Regions from separate parts of the Clupea harengus genome. Here region 2 is linked to region 1. A link is a contact called in public Hi-C data. All regions are on one chromosome and are shown on one strand. Each heading gives the region's core, a stretch centred on a gene start, on an enhancer-like site or on the middle of the called end of the contact. The rest is flanking DNA. Distances are from core to core; before and after follow the strand shown. Region 1 holds the start of gper1 (G-protein coupled estrogen receptor 1). Region 2 holds the start of LOC105899326 (flavin reductase (NADPH)-like).

Region 1 (3,240 bases), core at 524-3,023:
CTACTCATATATCTCACATTTGATAACACCTCAATGGGGATACGTACCCTGTCTTTTGGGGAATCTAAAATAAATAATTAAATGCACGGATCCAGAAAAAAGCTTCTATTCTATTGGCTGGTTATCCGTTACAGCTCTACGCGACTGGCCGCGGCGTGGCGCTCGGCAGACGATAATTGAACAGCCCTAAACCGTTTCCCATTCATTCTCTATGGTCGTGCTAAACCACTACGGATTTAATATTATTTTGGCCTCTACAACCTTTTGGCGCTGTCGCGAGTTTTTTTTTTAAAGACGCGCGGTCTTTGAAAAACTTTTAGTTCAGGCAAATTTCTGTGGAGACGGGACAAGTCACCAGCGCCTTGCTACATTTATTCACGCTAGTGTCCATTCATCAAAGGTAAGACACGTTGTTTGGGGTGAATGTAAAACTACAGGATACATTTACAGTTACATTGCCAGGTAATTCCATAAAAGTTCCATAAAACTGTGGAACATCATCCATGAGTATAAAGTCATTTTATCACCAGTCCAGTCACTGCATGGACTCGGATCATAGTATATGGTTACACACTGTTTGTTTAGCGCCAGAACATATTATGGTCAGAGGTCTGTGGGCACCCATTCTAATTAGTGGATGATTGGTGAAGAAGAACTTCACTGGAACAAAGCCCTGACCCACCCAAATATTGTGGAAAGCCTTCCCAAAAGAGAGAAGGATCAAAGACATTTTCTGAAAAGGCTTTTCTTGAAAGACAAAATTCAGGTTGGAGAACTGGTATCTTAAGGAATTGTTAGCATTAATGAAATAGTTACAGTCATGGGATGCTGGGTATCTGCATAGATGCAGAAACTGTTTTGAGTTCACTGGAATTGACTGATGATTTCAGAAGTGAGCTTGAGGTCCTCAGCTACGACATCAAAGCCAGGAATGTTGGTCTTCCTTTGCCATACACCTATCTAGACCCAGAGAACATCCAAAACAGTGTTGCCATTTAAAAATGAAAATGCTTTTGATCATCTCACATGCTTTTGAATTGTAGTTATGATACCAGCTATAAATAAATAAAGAGTTGTTAGGATGTGTTAAACATCCATAGTGTTTTTTTACCTTTTCGTATTTCTGGTGTCAAGCACAAAGGTGTGTCGGCCCTCATAGAGTTTATCGGTTTTGATCATTATTTACAGCAATGAAGCTGGTCAGACATCCAGAGTGTTTCTATCTATTCTTATTCCCTATGAGCAAACATCATGTCATAACTCATTCACAAGCTAAGGTCAGCTTTACTAACTTGTCGGCGTCGGGAGGGGAAGGGAGAGGGAGAGGGAAAGGGAGAGGGAGAGGGACACAGGGGCGTTTCTAGGGACTCTGGGGGGCCCCCTAACCCATCACCCCTCCACTCCCTGCACCCCCAGCCCACACACACATCTACAAAGGGTATATATTTAAGCAAACCTTTTATTATTTTCTTAAGTCGCTTACAAAGCAAAGTGCATTAGTATACTGGATGTAGTAACTGGATTTTTTGGGCATTTCTACATCGTGAGCAGAGAAATACAATTATATAAGTAACCCAGTATACAAATACGATGTGTCAATGTAATAAAACTGTGTGTGTGTGTGTGTGTGTGTGTGTGTGTGTGTGAGTGTGGTGTGCTGTGTATTACACACAATAATTATTATCAAGATAAAACAGATATTTAGTTACAAAATTGACATTAGGGAAACAATCTACTCTTTATTATTTAAACACTTTACCTGACAAAGGTAAATAAGGTTAACAATCTAGTCTAAGAACAGCATTATCAGGGAAGGAGGAGGGACGTGGGGAGCGTAATGGCACCTCCTTTATTTCAGTGTGGATGTAGTTGTGGCAGTGTGGTCTCGGGTAGGACTTAACACTAGATGATGCAGTGAGCCAAGATATGTCTGAAAATGAGAATAAAAACACTGAAACTGCATGCATGAATCGCAAAACATCACATAACACGCTTCTCTCGCCACAGTAAGTTGTTTACTTTCTCCTTTTCCCTTCTGTGTCTCGCTGGAGAAACAAGAGGGATGTCATCAGTGTGCATGAGTGTGATTTGGTGTCATAGATTCAGTATGATGTTATGAGCATGATCGGAGTATAAAGGAGCATGATAGGAGCATGATAGGAGTGTAAAGATGCAATATTTCAATTAAGAGTTCTGTTGCATAATCTGTTGATTTTACTTTCTATTTTATATCTGCCCAGTCATGGCATCCTGTCACACGCACTGAAATTGATGTGTCTTAAACAGCTAAAATGATAAGAAATACTTCTTTGTTTATTTGGTTTGTATAGACCCTCCACAACATGTTGACAGCTGTAATCCATTCCATATAGTTTTACAGTCAAGTAATTCATTGAAAAGAATTTTCATATTCATGGTTGATTATAGAATCTGTTTGTGAAGCCTGTGATTTGTGAGTAAATTAGGTACATAAACTTATGCTTGTCTGTTTGATGCTATGATTTTATACTTTACGTTTTTCTTACTTTTATGTGTCTTGAAACAAACGTCCCAATGAATGATCTGCTGCTTCTGTGTCATTTGATGTATTCATAGACTTTAGAAACAATATGTTATTTGATCCTCTTTTACACTCACTGTGTTTTATTGCTGTGTGAATTCATGCATTTCAAAGTTTGGATTCTTTGTTCCTTTAATAATAACAAGAATTGTGGAAAACATGATTGTGTTTTCAGGATGTTTAGACATTTAGTCCCTGCATCTGCTTAAGTTTATAGTTTGCACATGAATGACCATTACCTACAGTGCATTACTCAGCATAAAAAAAGTCAGGAAGAATGGAAATATAATGTAAAAATCAGTATTATTGCAATGACATGGTTTTAAAGATAGCACTATTAACTGTTGTATGCTAGTCAACCAACACAACATTCATTGCAGACAACAAAATTCTGGTCGTGCAGTAATTTCTTTGCCTCTTCTCTCAGCTCAGGTGTCACAGCAATAGCGTCACAGACCTCAGTGTGAATACATAAGCATGGACATGGACTGGAACAAACAAGAAAGCACTTGAATTGAAAAATGTGAAGAGTGCAAAGAGCAGTCTTCGCAAAGGAAAAAAAAATACAGCCCATGAAGACAGACTCCTGGATCCGATACCAGGGATGACAGAAATAATGGACACCTCTAAAGAAAAAGGATGTTTCAAATCCCTGAGATGCAACTTCCTTCGGTCTTCTT
Region 2 (3,240 bases), core at 426-2,925, 530 kb after region 1:
CAGACTGTCTTTTGAGAACACATCTCCTTTAACTACCTAGAGGAGACAGAGAGCATTAGAGGGGACATTCACAAGTGCCACACAAACTGCTCTTGGTGTTTTATTAAACCGTCCGATGTGAGGTAATTCCCAAGTTGAAAAAAAATGCAGTCTATGCATATTCTTAAACTACTAGATTAATGCCAGCAAACACCCAACAGCCTTTTTTCAAGGCAATAGCAATAAACAATCATACAGTAAGGCTCTGACAACCTGGAGGTGAAGAATGTCAAATGTGAGATTTTAAGTGAAGTCTCATTCAGAATTCAGTTTTTTCTTGAACTCTTAATTTTGAAGTTTATTTCTCCCAACCTGTCCAGTTAAAGGTAATGAATGCATCAACGTAGCACCTATTTTAAGATAAACATGTATGTGCAAATAAACAAACACATTTGGATGCACCAATGGACATTTTTAATTCATAATGTGCACCTTCGTGAACAATTTGTGATATATTTCTTCTTGCCTGTAATGACAAATACCGGGCCTAATTTGATAGATGCACATCACGGGTTTTTACCATGGAGGTTTTACATCTGGAGAGTGAGGAAGTACCATCCCCATTCATTTTAATGGTCGAGGCTTTGATAGACTTCAGCCCAGGAAATGCCTAATTGACCGCCAACATCTTTAAAAATGACGTCCCATGGGTGCTCTCTTCCCGCACCATTTCAACAAAAAGCCAATTATGCACCATATAATATATGACAAAAGGCACTACAAATTTCATTTTTATTCTATATAATTAATTTCCCTAATATCTTAGCATGCGTGTTTATTAGGCCTTTAGGCATATGTGTTAAATAATGATTACACTTCGGTGGTTAGGACTGTGCTGGGTTTTTATCAATTCAACACGACATATTTAATAATTTGTATATGACAATTTAACAGTTAAAATATTTTTACAACATGGGCTGAAGTCTGCTGAACTTGAACCAAACAAATGGTGTCATCACAGCATGTCAGAATTCCTGTTCATATGATTGGCTGGAAAGACACGGATTCAGCACCACTATCACAAATTAATTTGCCATTTCACCTGTCCCACAGAGGTTTCCATGCAAAAAACGATTCCTCTCCACTCCTACCTTTCATGATGAACCATTTGAGGACTATCATTAGGCTACGTCACACGAGTAGCTCACAGTTCGTTGCCATAGGGAATTGTAACCCCCTGTCACCACAGCAGATCACCAGTTAAACCTGCATGGTTATTGTTACATTACATGCACGATGAGAATAAAAGAGTGAATTTGACGGTCAAAGTGATTATGTTGGTACAGTCACATGAGAGCACCAACCCAATAATTAGCAGTCTGACAAATATTTCCTCACCTTCAGGTTCTCATGACAAACTAAAAGTTTCCCCGGGTTCCGCACAACGGCAGTGACACCGTATCCTTTTTGGATAGCCTGCTTCACCAAATACTGCCCTGTCTGCCCAGTGGCTCCAAGAACAGCTATCCTCATCCTTGATATCCCGCTCCCAAATGACTGTCATTCCCTTAATCGTGTTTGCATGGTTTTCAGTACTTTCAGTAATTGGTTTGTACAAGACACAGGGTTATGAAATGTCTTCCTCGTCAGTACTATTTTTGAGCGCTGGTAGAGCAAAGCTGGTGCTGCCACCAAATGAATTGGAGTGTGAAGCGTAGGTGGAGGAGACCTAAACAAACCAGGCAGGTAAATACACAATGTGGTAGATTATTGTATAATTTCCATGGAAAATTATGAATATTTGCCAACATTCATTTGGTTTATGAACTCTTTCCCGACCGTAAGAATGATTTTTAAATGTTAAAGTTTTTTTATTCCATGATCACACATACACCTTTTTTATCTTACGAAAACAATACAATTAAATGAAAGAAGAAATTAAAGAAAATATGTCTTTGGCGATGGCTGCAGTGCGTAGAGGAGGGACGTGCCTGTCCAAGTGTTCACAATGTTGGGGCTACTCATATTTCTATTCTGCGTCCTTCATTGTAAATGTCACATTTTGACCGACTAAGTGTATTAGGCATTGAGATGAGAAAAAGTGCTTCAACATGATATATATTTCCTCGTCTTGAGATGTGAGGCTGAAGCTATTTAATCTATTTAAGCTATTTAAACCGGAGTTTGTGCTACTGTTACGCGAGCGCTGCTGATGTTGGAGATGCAGCCTCAAGAGGTAATTAAATCACTCAAATGACATCACTTCGAAGAAAGGCGGTGTGACGCCGCAAGAATGATGCTCTCATCTCGATCACAGCTCATGAACCTTCTCGGAGCACAGTGGAACTCAAGTTACGGCTCAAGCTTTGAGAGAGTCACCGCTAAATCTACGCACCGGACCAGGAGGAGGAGGTTCAAGAAAAAGCGCAGGGTGTGCCGCTGTATCCAAGGAACCGCGTGCTAGTAGAAACGGACCTGCACCAAAGGCGACATGGATGGAGAGAGCTGTGGTAGGCCTATACGACAAACTATCTGTTTTTAGATTCTGAATTTTGGAGATGTTAGCTCTCGACTTGGGCGTAATGAGCATGCCGTCTGTAAGTTTAACAGTCCTAGTAAATATATGGTACACAGCTGACTTGTGACAGTTTGGATACGGGTCTGCTTAATGTTACAGAGAGTTGAAGGTTAACATTTATATAAATGAATGATATGATACTCAAACAAGACATCCAGTTGCAGTAACACAAGCACTAAGCATGGGGAAACGAGAAGGGTGGGTTGGAGTTCTGTAGGATTATACAGAAACAGGCTTAACCGATGGGCATGATTATCAAGCTGGTAAATTAGAGTTACACTTTGATGCAGCAGTATCTTAGTTTAATATCCTGGACAGAACCATATCATTTTGGAATGGCATGTTAATATCACATTCTTCAGATAAATACATAATTATCAATATCATTAATATAATCAGTATCATTAATAGTATTGATAATATTGAAACGATTATCTATAAGCATTGAATCCACCAAAGCAATTTATTTAGTTTCTCTTTGGGAATTACACTTTGGTTCACTGAGGCTTGAGTGCCATGGACTTTGAAGTTAACTCACATGGTGGCTCTGGCCAAACAAGTGTGTCCCCTCCATCAAAAATTATGTTATCAGAGGAGAATGTGGGATTGGTGGAGGTTTGGGTTGCCTTTACCCTAGAGCTACCGTGGTGTATTTGATCTGTGGATGAGGATGTTTGTGTCCA

Evidence for each region. Hi-C and Micro-C count contacts between places; a contact is called where the count stands out from the background.
Region 2: a contact with region 1 is called in a Hi-C map of head, with 8 times the contacts expected there. The contact joins the promoter of LOC105899326 here to the promoter of gper1 in region 1. A contact is called at or near these places in 2 of 2 Hi-C or Micro-C datasets (head and muscle).

What each region holds. Positions count from the first base shown.
Region 1 is chr1:25,364,947-25,368,186 of Ch_v2.0.2, forward strand. gper1 (G-protein coupled estrogen receptor 1) reads left to right here and starts at 1,774. Exons shown (of 2, transcript XM_031581399.2): 1 at 1,774-2,006; 2 at 2,988-3,240.
Region 2 is chr1:25,897,898-25,901,137 of Ch_v2.0.2, forward strand. It overlaps LOC105899326 (flavin reductase (NADPH)-like), which reads right to left and starts at 1,676. Exons shown (of 4, transcript XM_012826494.3): 1 at 1,378-1,676; 2 at 1-36. The coding sequence starts at 1,512. LOC105899281 (60S ribosomal protein L32-like) reads right to left here. Exons shown (of 2, transcript XM_042708931.1): 2 at 3,197-3,215. The coding sequence ends at 3,197.